Regions from separate parts of the Mus musculus genome. Here regions 1, 2 and 3 are each linked to region 4. Evidence: chromatin contacts called from public Hi-C and HiChIP or PLAC-seq data. All regions are on one chromosome and are shown on one strand. Each heading gives the region's core, a stretch centred on a gene start, on an enhancer-like site or on the middle of the called end of the contact. The rest is flanking DNA. Distances are from core to core; before and after follow the strand shown.

Region 1 (3,273 bases), core at 537-3,036, 200 kb after region 4:
AACCAAACCAAAAAACAAAACACAAACAAAAACTCCCACTGCACCGTCGACGTGTTTGCTACCAAGGCTCAAATCGCTAGTCACCCACCGTGTCAGGCTTGATTCATAGGCAACCGACAGAAGAGGACCTGACAGAGCTTTTAGGAAAAACTGAATTCTCAGCCCACAGTCACTTTCCAGGAACTTGCCTGCAAACAGCTCTGCGCTGGAGGGATGGAACTCCCAGCAATCTCAATCCTGCCACCCTGACTGCCTTCGCTCCACATACAATTATTTATGGGGACTTAATGAGAGAGCAAGCCTTATGTGAAAGAACGCAAGAAAGTGCAGCTGCTAAAAACAGACCCAGGCAGTTCTACAGTCCTTATTTTTACAACTGAGCTTCTGCAATTCCTGCCACGAACCTAACAGCTCCACTCCTTGCCAAACACACAAAGAGAAAAGTAAAAACTGTTTTCGTTCTGCAACCCCCTTAACTTCGAGTAAACAGTAGTAATTTTCTATCGTCACGTTCAATGCAAATTTCCCAAAGGCGACACAACAGGAAACAAAAGACCTGTTAGTTGATAGCTTCCTTAGAGCTGGGGGTTGTGTGGGGAAGGAGTAGCAGGGGAGTGGGTTAAAGTTGATAGAGTCCAATTTCTCCCTAGCTTGGGGGTCCAAGCCTTCAGCTACTTTGACCTTTCAGAGTTCTTTGGAGCTTCACCAGTTGAAAAGGTCCCTGGGCCCAGCCTCCCCTCCTACGAAATCCGCATTTCTTGACCTCTTTGCCCCTGCTTTTGGGTGGGTCAGGGTGGGAGAAGAGACTTGGACAGTGGCTTAAGCATCTCCTTCTGGTTGGGTGCGTCGACCTACAGCTGCCGACAGGAAAATGATACTGATGCAAATAGCTGGGGTTGAGAAGGGGGTCTGCAAGAGGCCCCCTCCTCCTCCATCCACTATGTGTTCCTCAATAGGGGTGCCCAAGAGAAGAGGATAGCAAGAAGAGCCCATCAGTTTGAAGGGAAGGAGGTCCCCTCTAGGAAAGATCTTCTCCATCAAACATTGAAGAGAGGGGAAAACTTGGCCCGCATGCCCCTACTGGGGAGCGACACACCCCACACAAGCTGGCTTGCGGGGCGCGGGGGTTGTGCTCAGGCCTCTCACCTGACTTCCTCCTCCGCTGGCACACACACACACCAATGCCCCGCGCTCTGCACCCCCAAAGCCCAGGCAAACAACGACAAGAGGAAGCGGCGGGCGGCGAGGGTGCGCGGCGGGGGCGGTGCAGGTGAGGGCCGGGGCGGTGGGGCTCCGGGGCTCGCCCACACTTACCCTGGCGGCCGCGGGGTCGCTCTCCCGCAGCGACCCTGCACCCGGGCGGCGCTCAGGGATGTGGCGGCTGCGGTGGCTCGGGCTCGGCTCAGCTCGGGCTCCACTGCGCGCTCTCGGAGCCACCGGCCGCCCAGGATCCTGCCGCCAGGGGGAGAAGCGGCCGCGGGCGCGGGGGAGGCAGGCCGGGCCCGGTCGCTCCCGCTGTGGGGTCCGCAAGCCCCCCACGCGGGCGAGAGGCGAGAGCGCGGCGCCCCAGGCACGCACGGCCCCCGGCCAGCGTCGGGGGGCTCTCGTGGGGGCGCCCCGATCGCCCGCGCCGCGCTCTACACTGCGGGCTCCGAGCGGCTCCCGCGCCCCCTCCCGCGCCCCGCCCCGCCCCCGCCCCTTCCCTTCCCCCTCGGCCCCGCGCGCTCCCCGCTCGCTGCTCGCCGCGCTCTGCCCCCTTTAAACGCCCACTTCGGATGGGGAGAGGAGACAACTTGAAGTCAAGTTGCCATTAACTTCCGCGGCGGCCGCCAGCTCGGCGGCGGGGAGGTGGCAGCAGCTGCAGCCGCCGCCCGGGAAGTCCGCCGCCCGGCGCGCCCGCGCGGGGAGCCGACCCGGCCTCGGCCCGCACCGCTGGCCCGCGCTGTCCCGGTTCCACGCCTGAGTGAGTCCCGCTTCTTTGCTCCCTGCCAGTGCTGCTCCCGCTCTGGGTCTCTTGCCCGGCTCGCCTCCGTTTTCTGCGGATGCGGAACCGATCCAAACTTCTCAGTGGCCCCGGCTGGGGCGACTCTGCGCCCCTCGCGTGCCGGGGTCTTGCTGGCCCTTCTCTCGAGCGCGCTCAGACATTCGGGAGGACTGGGCTGGTGAAGTGAGGGTCATGGCCGGGATGCGGACTTACTTGGCGTCTTTGCCTCTCCCGCACACCTGCCCGGCAGGAGTCCCTCGTTAGACACTTTAGTCCAGGTCGTGGGCATGGCCCGCTTTAGAGGACGAAGGCGGCGTGGGGGGAAGCCCTCGGCGGGCGAGTGGGGAAAAGGGAGCCGCTCAGTGAGCCCCGGTGCGGGGAAGGAGGCGAGGTGCGGGGTGGAGTTGGAAAGGTCGCGCGCCAGATCTGGAGTTCACTTAGCATCCTCTCCCATCTCATCTCCCCCTGTTCTTTCCCGGCCAGCCCTACTTTGCTGGTGGCGAGCGGAGGTGGAGAGGGGCCTGGGAAGTTTGTGGCAACTTCTCTATCCCGAGAGCCACTCGGGCGCTGGGCGCTCAAGTTGGAGCCCAGAGTTTGAGAGCCGAAGAACAGCGCTCGTGCAGCCCACGCCGGCGATCGCGGGTCGGTCCTGGAGGGTGATTCGGGTTTGGGCTTGGGCGGGAAGCCGAGGGAGGTACATGGTGTCTTAGCTGGGACTGTGGCCCCACAGGTGCAGCCCAGGGGGCAACTCCTCATTTCCCTGCGACAGTACACACCCGAGAGCGGCGGCCTTCTACAGTGTTCCTCCATTGCAGAGCTCCCAGGGTGGCCGAACTGGGGTTGGGCAGCTCGAATGCAAGGGACTGAGGGGGCAAGCGGCAGGTCCAGATGGTGACACGTGCGTGTGCTTGGCCCAGCAAAAGGCGCTAAACAGGTCCCTTCTGGGATGATCCCAGAAGACCAAGAGGACAGCAGCTTAGAGCTCAGGGTAGAGGTTTTGACCCTGGCCTCCACCAGGGCCAGGTTTTACTTAACAAGATGTCAACCACAGGCTCATCTCTTAAAATGTCCGGTTGACAACTTTGACCTCTGCACCCTTTCTGGGAGAACTTTCTCTGAGGCATGTAGGATTCCCAGGGTTAAGACGTGGATTTCACTTGTCCATAGGGACCGGAAGACACCCAATTCCCTGGAGAGAACCTTTTCTGCTCCCGATTGATTGGCTGGGGTTCCATGTTTGTATCCTTGGAGGCCAGAGAACCCAACTTTCCCAAGACAGAAGAGGGGAA
Region 2 (2,937 bases), core at 219-2,718, 130 kb after region 4:
TCTCCAGCGCAGGTTAGATTCCACTATACAGGTAACCGAATGTGTGTCCACTTTCTATTCATGGGCATCCCAGCCCATGACGAGGATGCTATAGACATGTACAAGTTTTCTTAATAGATGTTTTCATTCCTTCTGGATAAGATCTAAAAGTATAAATACCAAAGACTTGGGTGAGGCGCATGCATACCAGAATAAATCTCATCATGCTTTCTCATTTCATATTTTCACTCACAATATGTTATAACTCTATCATTCTAGCAAGTATATATTAATAACACATTGGTTTTAATTTGTATTTTTTTTTGATATATGTAAACGTAGACATTGGAGAAAACACAGGAGTGTATCTCAGTAACTTTACAACAAGGCTCAGAAAGCATTAGATATCAAAAACACAAAACAAACAAAAAGAAACCAGGTACGGTGGTACACATTTTTAACCTTAGCACTCAGGCATCAGGGGCAGGCAGGTATCTGTGACTTTGACGTCAGCCTGCTCTATCCAGTGAGAGTTACATAGTAAGACCCTGTGTCAACAAAGGAAAAAGAAGAGAAAACAAAAGGCAGAGTATGAGGAGGTGACTTAGTGGGTAAAAGAGAAGGCAGGCCAGCATGAGGAACTGAGTTCAGACCTCTAAAGCCTACCTAAGAGGAAGACTCAGTTGTGTGCCTGTTCATCCATCAGGAAACAGGAATCAGAGACTGGAGGAATTCTAGATGTTCACAGGCCAGCCAGTCAAAGAGCAGAACCATCACTGAGGTTGTCCTCTGACCTCCACATGCACACTCACACACACACACACACACACACACACACACACACACACACACACACAGAGGCTATATGAAAAAATGTCTATAATTAAACAATCAAATCCAATGGGGAAAGCCTGAACAAAATGTTTACACAGGCCCTTCACCAATGAACACAGTGGCCACGAAGCACATGGCAAATCTGTGTGACCCTCCTTCCTTCCCCCCGTAGGAGAAATCATCTTTTATTTTTACTACTGTTTTTACACACATAGTTTCCCACCCGAACTCTACACAACTTGGAAGCAGAGAGTATGTTGAAGGCATCTTTGGTTACCTCACTTGAGACATTCTCAAGTAGTTTCAAATGGTTGACCCAATGAAATAAAAACATGTATGGTAAGACCTGAATAAGGCCATTAATATTATAAATAAATAAAACAGTAACAAGAACATTTCCTACAGATGATGGGGGGAAAAATGCCAAGAAATAAAAGCCTTAAGAGGGAGAAAGAGGAGTCCTCAAGGTTGGGTGAAATTACTGTCAAGATATGATATAAAATACAAGAGGAAACAGGGTTTATAAAACAAAATAACAAAGATACTGTTAAAGAAAGCTTCCAAAAATAAGACATATGCTCTCTTCATGGGCAACCTATCTCTGTGTGGGTAATTTTGCGTCTCTGAAAGCCCAGGGGAAAACTATCAGACCAAAACAGGAAGCTGTGCATGTGCTACAGAGCGGAAGTCACTATAGCATGAGTCTCTGTGTACCCTGATGTGCATCCTTCCTTCCAGAAAGCTCAGATTCCTTGTCAGAAATGACACCCAGAAAGCACAGATGGCATCATGCCTGCCTCACTACGTGTTTTGGGTACCCATGACATCATCTTGGAATTCCCAGCATACCACCATCTGAGCCTCACAAGGCATGTAGCCTCTGAAAAGAAAAGTTGTTCTGCAAGGCTCCTGTGAAACCTGCTCATGGTTCATGAGCCACAGTTTAGTGTAACTATAACGAATTTTCTAGAACTAGAGTCTTACTCCAGGCATCTTCACAATTACTTGAAAATAGGAATGCCTATTTGGTTTTCAAAAGATGAGCTCAAGCTAGTTCTGTCCCTCTGGAAGAGACCTGAACATGTCCCAGGTCATCTCATTTCTGTCCCAATCTCCAAACTATTTTGTGAAAGTCACTTGATTCTTGGGTCAAAGCAAGGTTTTCTTTTCCTTCTTTTCTTTCTTTCCTTCTTTCTTTGTTCCTTTCTTCCTTTCTTTCTCTCTCTCTTCTCTTTCTTTCTTTCTTTCTTTCTTTCTCTCTTTCTCTCTTTCTCTCTCTTTCTCTCTCTCTCTCTCTTTCTTTCTTTCTTTCTTTCTTTCTTTCTCTCTTTCTTTCTAATATTTTTTGGAGGGTGAGAACTTTGAGACAGGGTCTCACTATTTACCCCTGACTGTCCTGGAACTCACTGTGTAGATCAGGCTGGCCTCAAACTCACAGAGATCCACCTACCTCTGCCTGCTGAGTGCTGGGATTAATAAGGCATACCATCACCACCTGGCTAAAAAATCACATATTCCAGGCTGGCCTTGAACTCCTGATCCTATTGCATTCAGCAAATCCTACCACCCTGCACCACCACAGCTGAAAACTTTTTTTAATTAAAACATTTTTCATATGATATATTTTGATGGTGTTTCCCCCTCCCTCAATTTCTCCCCTCCCAACTTTGCATTCCTTATCTCTTTCTCCTTTTAAAATAAGCAAACAAAACCAAAAGAAATTCACATGTACAAAAAAAATCCTCACAAAATAGAAATTAAAATAAGCAAACAAAAGACTGATAAGACAAAAAAAAAAGTCCAAGTAAAGCAAAATGAGACAAAAATACCACTGTGTTCCTCGAGTATTGGTGATCTATTGCTGGGCATTCTTTCTTAATAAAGACACAGAAATCATGGCTTTGAACCAGGAAAATTCTGACCAGAATAAGCAAGTTTCTTGACTGTCTTTTTAAGATCTTCAGGGGAAGAGAACACAATCTTTCTGAATATATCACATATGGGGACCAAAGAAGTGAAGCAGAGTGTTAGTGGCCATTCACACTGGGGTTCCTGCAGGTCCAGAGAATAAAAACACAGTTTAGACACACAGCAAAGAGATAAAGGACTTAGAAGAGCCTTTAA
Region 3 (3,154 bases), core at 336-2,835, 230 kb after region 4:
ACGAGGCAACTCAGGGGAAAGAACATTCAGAAATGTCTAACAATGTGAGTGATCCGAAGGGTCCACCCGCCAAGATTGCCCGCCTGGAGCAGAACGGGAGCCCTCTAGGAAGAGGAAGGCTTGGGAGCACAGGTGGAAAGATGCAGGGAGTGCCTTTAAAACACTCGGGCCATCTCATGAAAACCAACCTTAGGAAAGGTAAATACTCGCCAATCAAATCCTGCAAAGCTGCTTGATGTCTGCCCAAGGCCACCCTGTGTGGAGGTGTAGGGCTGGAACATGCTGGGCATATTCTCTTTCTAGGTGTCTTTCTGATGGGAAATTAAATGGCATTGTGGGCTGTGGTGTCAGTCAGGTTCTGAAAGCATGTGTGCTGGTTTTGAGTGGTGCCTCTCTCTTCCTAAGACTGGAGGCCCTGGTATATTTGGAGAGTAAAAAGTCTGAGTTCAGTGTCATGGTCTTCGTCTAGACAAGGTCCATTTGGCGACACTGCTGCAGTTATGGGTGTGCAGGTAGCTGCTGTTTGAGCTGATCCTGGGTAAGAGACTGAGCTTGTCTGAGAATCACCATAGGTTTTTCCTGAGATTACTAACTGTAAGGGGATTTTCAGGACATGGACCTGACATGAGAACAAAGATTTCTGATGTAATTTACTGTGCTTTTTATTTTTCTGAAGAGCAAAGTTATTATTTAACAGTTTGTTTTTTAAAAACAATTTGCTGATTCTGGTTTTTAATTTTGAGTATTTTTGGTAAAGGGAAAGGAAGATTTAGGCAAGTTTGTAAAGGGGAAAAATACAAACAAGTGATTTTTCTACCAATATTAAATGGATGAAGTTTTTACAACTTTGCCTGTGTTAGACATTGCTGTCCCTACAAGTCAGGTCCTGTGTGGAATACCCTGTATGCCTCACAGGGGTCTTTATTTTGTCATTGAATAACATGTAGGACTCAGATTTTTTCTGCATTTGCTAAGCAAAGAATAATAATGCCATCTTTTACTCAGCACGAATACTAAGCAGAGAAAGTTAGGAGGCCGAGGAATTTCATTGTGTTTGATGCATAACATTTATCATATTTATCATACAATCATTTATTTTTTTCCTTGGTTTGGCGAAAACAAAGAATATATTGATCCTGAAATAAACAGACACAGCACTCCGTATTGTTAGATCTTTATCTATTAAAAATGGAAAAACAGCCCTTCAGCAAATTCTTTGGCCTCTACTCATGATTACCCTATTTATTGATTGTTTGCCAAGAATGTATGCATCTTTAAGCCAGGGTAAGAGCATTAAAAATATAATTTATTATGGCTTTTCAAACAGAGTGCATTAATATTGTACTGTGTAGTGCTGAGGCTCTATAAAAAAAGACTTTCTGACGCCTGCAAACACACAAGTTCCATAAATTCCTAAATAGGAGATTTCAGCTGTCTCTGGTATTATGTGATATTTGCACAGCAAACTTTAATGCCAGGACAGTTTTAGACAAGGATTCTACAGACTTCCCTGCTCCTTATGGCTGCCGTGCTGTTTACACAGGCTCATGAACCTCCAGCAAAAGCCTCTAAGACTGCCTTCAGGTTTAAATCATGTGGTATTTTTAGCTTGCAGCAGTGACCAGTGCTCCCTGTCTAATGCAGGAAGGCTATGAAGTTGCAGTAGTTGGAAGTCTGGCCAAACACCAGCTTGAATAATCAGGCAGTCCAGCGAAGGCTCCTGTTTAACATTACTCCTAGTAACAGGAGGGCAACCGTGACAGTTCTCAAGACGATCTAGCACCGGATTTGTAATTAGATGATCCTGTTGCTACCGTATCGCAGCCACCTTTATTATCTATAAGGCACCTTTAAATTCGATCAATTAAACACAGAGTCAATCCAGGCTGTTTCAGTGGTTTGAAAAGGTTTCACTTATTTCATAGAGCAGAGGTCTGAAAAGCTATTTGACACCTCTGATTCCATGAGAGGAAAATGCAGTATACGTGATTTTGGCTTGCAAACCCCAACTCCTCAGACATCAGTAGTGAGGAGAAGGAGCTAAGAGCTAGAGTGTGGTCATCTCACTCCTCAAATGCTTTAAGAAATGCATTGCATTCAAAATTACATATCTAAGAAATACATTTTAATTCTAGGAGGGTCTGCGCTCAAAACAAACAGCAAAAAAAAAAAAAAATCAGAAGTCTTTTGGGAGGTTTTGTTTTTTTATTATTTTTTTTAATCTTATTTTTCATGTGCTTGGTTTCTGTTTGACAGGTGCTAGATAAAAATTGTGGCTAAGCTGAGAAAGCACTAAGAAAAAGGGGTTGGGTGTTTTTATTTGTTTAAGAGATTTTGCCAAAATACCTTCAAGCCAAGGAAGAAATCACCAGTTTGCATATTGCTATTTTTGCTGCGGTCTCCCCAAGTTCTCTTCTGATCCCTGACGGGTTCTCTCTCTGGTATAAAACAGCTGAATGAATGACAAGAATATTGGCAAGCTCTGCGGCTTGTGTTTCATGCCTAGCCTGCTGGTACTTCCCAACGAGTTTGTGAGCTTTTCTAAGTAAACCTAAAGGGGTTGGTTTAATTGTCAGAGCTGGAGTCTCCTGTGAATGGTTTCGCAGAGCTTAGGTGAAGACACACATGTGGAAAGATGGAGCTGTTTTATGGCCGGCTTTTGTTCAGCAGAAACCAGCAAATAGAGGATTTGTAAAGGGCCTCTCAGGCAGTAGGGAAATGTCATGCCGATCCTCAGAGCAGGGGATGGGCAGCTGACACCCTCAGAAGTTAGGGTTCTGCCAGTCCAGTACAAGTCCAGAGTATAGAGCCGACGCAGGCAGGGATACTGTGGAACTAATTGGGGATCCTGGGTGCCCTGTTAAAGTAACCCTTGTCATCATTTATGCTAAAGATGATACTCTCCTGGCAGTGTGCCACAGTACTGCTCAGATGCATCTGTTTTTAACCCTTTTCTGGAACTGTTGGAAGTCTGACAGCGTACTGCATTAATACCTTGAGTGCCACTGCAGGTGGACTCCGGCTTCTGGGCCAAATCTCCTTCCCAACAGTCCTGTGGCCTGTGTCACTGAGCTCTTGGACTGGGTGCCAACAGAGAAGCAGCAGACCCCACGCAGAGCCTGCCTCTCCTGGATCGCAGGAAGGCCAGCTTTCC
Region 4 (3,162 bases), core at 473-2,972:
TAGAGACTGTCCCACCTAGGGGATTCATCCCACATGCAGACACCAAACCCAGACACTATTACTGATGCCAAGAAGGGCTTGCTGACAGGAGCCTTGTATAGCTGTCCCCTGAGAGGCTCTGTCAGAGCCTGACCAATACAGATGCCTATGCTCAGATGCTCACAGCCAACCATCTGACTGAGTATGGGGACCCCAATGGAGGAGTTAGGTGAAGGACTGAAGAAGCTGAAGGGGTTTGCAACCCCATAGGAATAACAACAATATCAACCAACCAGACCTCCCCAGAGATTGTAGGGACTAAACCACCAATCAAAGAGTACACATGGAGCAACCCACGGCTCCAGCTGTAGGAAAGGATGGCCTTGTCTGGCCTCAATGGGAGAGGATACACTTAGCCCTGCAGTGACTTGATGGTGGGGGGTGGGGGGGACTGTAGAGGAGTCAGGGGTGGGTAGGAAGTGTTGCTGGTGATACCCAAGGTACCTTTGCTTTCTCAGAGGAGAAGGGGAGAATTGAGGCAGGATCTGTGTGAGGGAGAACTAGGAGAAGATGGGGGCGGGGGCTGATGTTGGGATGTAAAGTGAATAAATAAAAAATTAATTATTTTTTTTTAAACTAAGGTGGGTGGCTGGAGAGATGACTTAGCTGTTACAGGCAATGAATATAATCTAGAGGATCTGCTAGTGATTCCCAGCACCTTCAGTGAGGCTCCTAACCACCTGTACCTTCAGTTCCAGAGTATCTGGTGCCCTCTTCTGACCTCTGTAGGCATCGGGTATGCACATGTTACAACAATATATTCACAAACAAAACAATATACACATAAAACATAAACTAAGGTGGAAAGGAATAAGGAAGATACCTGAGGTTAACTCTGACCTTTACATACATATGCACATGTGCAAAAGCACTCATGTGCCATATTCATGTACACACACACACCACACATATGCACATACACACAAGTAAAGGCAAAAGGGGAAACCCTTGTTTAAGGCAAGAAACAACAGCAGACACAATGTCCTTCATCTATATTATTTTGTCCTCACCCACGGGACATATTTTGAGCTTCAACATCAATTTGAAACTATGTTAAAAAAAAAAAAAAGACTCATTTAGAATCCTTTTTATTTTATCTAGACAGCAGTATAACATATACTGAAAAGAACATACTTTTTAAAAGATTTATTTACTTTAATTTTATGTGTGTTAGCCTGCATGTATATGCACATATGCACGCCCTGTGCCTGAGGAAGCCAAAAGAAGGTGCTATATTCTCTAAAACTGGAGTTATAGGAGGTTGTCTATTGCTATATGTATGTTACAAACCAAACTACTATATGTATGTCCTCTGCTAAAAAGTGTTCTTAATTCCTGAACCATCTCTCTAGTTCCCAAATCATGAGCTTATAATGACATTTCTGATGCTCTGTACCTACCTTCAGAGTCCCTACCTCCAAACTTGTATTCAGCAACTGACTTTGTACTTTAAGCTATTGTTTGACCTACTAAAACGTAAAGTGAAAAGTGATAGTGATATAATATCTGTATCACCTAACACATAATTGGAACTCAATATATTTTTAGCTAAAATAAAAGTTGCACATGTCCTAAGGATCATTACGCTCAGACACTCCTTGCCGAGCCCAGGTTTAGCCTGACTGAGGATATGCCCGGAATGGGCACCTACTGCTACTCTCTCGTCACACCTGGGTACCCACTTGCTTTCCTGTTCACTTCCTTTGCTCTCAGTGTAGCCAGGGGCATGACTTCAAATATCCCACACTGCTGAGTTCATGCCAGTCCCTCTCCTTCCTTTCCCCTACAGGTACAGATGTTAGACATCAAGGCAATTTTTCACTCCTCTGAACATTGCTGAGAAATTCTAGATACCATATCTTCCTTTCTTCTGTCTCTCTACATCTTTGGGAGCAGCCAGTTTAGAACGAAATGAGCAAGAGTCAGATGTGGTAAGAGAAGTAGGAAAGGAACTGAGGCCTGAGTAATCTATTATCTGTCTAATCTACCCCTGAATAATTCATAAACTGACTAATCCAACCCTATCACCTATGCAAAAACAGAGTCTCAAAAACAGGCCCTTTAACTTCTCCCAGTGAGCTCTAAAATCTTAGGCCAAAGCTGAGAACTGACTCTGCCACCCACCACCTCCACATGGTTTTCAGGGGGTGGTCAGGCAGGTATATACTCTTTTCTGTGGTTTCATTAGACCTCGGGAAAATATTTCAAGCAGAGAAAACTCAGCATCAAAGAGTTCAGAGGAAATATAGTCATCAGAACAAAGGCTCCAGTGTTCCCAGGAAGATAATCTTAATGATTAAACATATGAAACTATCACATTTAAGAATCTAATTCTAAATCTCCCTTTTCAAAAGCAGCAGTATTTGTTTCTCAGTAACCCCACGTGCATTCACATGATACGATCCCGGACTACTTCAACAGATAGGAGGCCAGTTCCTCTAACCCAGATAAGGAGAGACAGGCAAATACTAGCACATTTGTCACTGATACTGAATCAGTTATTTGTGTTGTTGCTGGAACATGAGCAGCTTAAGGATGGAAGAGTTTATTTAGTCTTACAGTTCAAGGATGCTATCTGCCACGGCAGAGAAGTCACCATGGTAGGAGCTTGTAGCAAGCAGTCACATTGTGTCCATACTCAGGACTCCTCATACTATGCTGCTATTCTTATGAAGTCCAGAACAGCAATCACCTCAGTGAACCTAACCTAGATAATCCATCACAGGCCTGCCCAGAGGCTTGTCTCCTAGGGGATTCTAGGTCCTGTTAGGTTGACAGTCAATGGTAACCACCACAGACATGCCATCCATAATACAGGAAGTCTAGTTTAAGCTATACGTAGTATAGCTTAATCCACAAAATATGCCCAATAGTTAATAGGGCATCAATACAGAAGAATGGGAGCCAGGTAGATACTGTCCACACCTAGATCATAATAAAGATAACTGTCATGTGCTGGTGTGTTAGAAATTCAAAACAACCCCCTTCAGTCGAGTGAAAACTGATAAATACCTTTAGCTGGCTTGAATGCCAGAGTCTCTCGTTCCTCAAACCTTCCAATCTTTTGCTTAGGGTCTGCCCTATGTTAGGCACTGAGACAAGTACATCCACTCACAGAAAAAT

The links. A called contact is a pair of places that touch in the nucleus more often than the background predicts. HiChIP or PLAC-seq counts read pairs in DNA pulled down with a chosen protein or histone mark.
Region 1: a contact with region 4 is called in an H3K27ac HiChIP or PLAC-seq map of CD8 T cells, with 30 times the contacts expected there. The contact joins the promoter of Satb1 here to the enhancer-like site in region 4. A contact is called at or near these places in 2 of 484 Hi-C or Micro-C datasets (both in Th2 cells), 4 of 115 datasets of contacts at active chromatin or transcription factors (CD8 T cells, the SCID.adh cell line, Th2 cells and 1 more) and 2 of 9 other capture datasets (liver and pancreatic islet).
Region 2: a Hi-C map of Th2 cells shows a contact between it and region 4, with 1.9 times the contacts expected there. The contact joins two enhancer-like sites. A contact is called at or near these places in 1 of 484 Hi-C or Micro-C datasets (Th2 cells) and 3 of 115 datasets of contacts at active chromatin or transcription factors (CD8 T cells, the HPC-7 cell line and memory CD8 T cells).
Region 3: a BATF HiChIP or PLAC-seq map of CD8 T cells shows a contact between it and region 4, with 5 read pairs. The contact joins two enhancer-like sites. A contact is called at or near these places in 2 of 115 datasets of contacts at active chromatin or transcription factors (CD8 T cells and memory CD8 T cells) and 2 of 9 other capture datasets (adipose tissue and pancreatic islet).

Annotation. Positions count from the first base shown.
Region 1 is chr17:51,831,160-51,834,432 of GRCm38.p6, reverse strand. It overlaps Satb1 (special AT-rich sequence binding protein 1), which reads left to right and starts at 1,786. Exons shown (of 11, transcript NM_009122.2): 1 at 1,786-1,963.
Region 2 is chr17:51,902,697-51,905,633 of GRCm38.p6, reverse strand. Gm20098 (predicted gene, 20098) reads right to left here. Exons shown (of 3, transcript NR_045095.1): 2 at 1-143. Among named protein-coding and RNA genes, the nearest start is that of Gm20098, 21 kb to the right of the region's middle. Within about 2 kb of position 1,468, at least 50 of the 459 cell types and tissues checked have an H3K27ac peak or open chromatin away from gene starts, as enhancers often do. A contact at or near this core is called in CD8 T cells and Th2 cells, where this site is marked.
Region 3 is chr17:51,806,087-51,809,240 of GRCm38.p6, reverse strand. It overlaps Satb1 (special AT-rich sequence binding protein 1), which reads left to right. Exons shown (of 11, transcript NM_009122.2): 2 at 1-198. Among named protein-coding and RNA genes, the nearest start is that of Satb1, 25 kb to the left of the region's middle. Within about 2 kb of position 1,585, at least 37 of the 459 cell types and tissues checked have an H3K27ac peak or open chromatin away from gene starts, as enhancers often do. A contact at or near this core is called in CD8 T cells, where this site is marked.
Region 4 is chr17:52,035,256-52,038,417 of GRCm38.p6, reverse strand. No RefSeq gene overlaps it. Among named protein-coding and RNA genes, the nearest start is that of Gm19585, 110 kb to the left of the region's middle. Within about 2 kb of position 1,722, at least 17 of the 459 cell types and tissues checked have an H3K27ac peak or open chromatin away from gene starts, as enhancers often do. A contact at or near this core is called in CD8 T cells, the SCID.adh cell line, Th2 cells and 1 more, where this site is marked.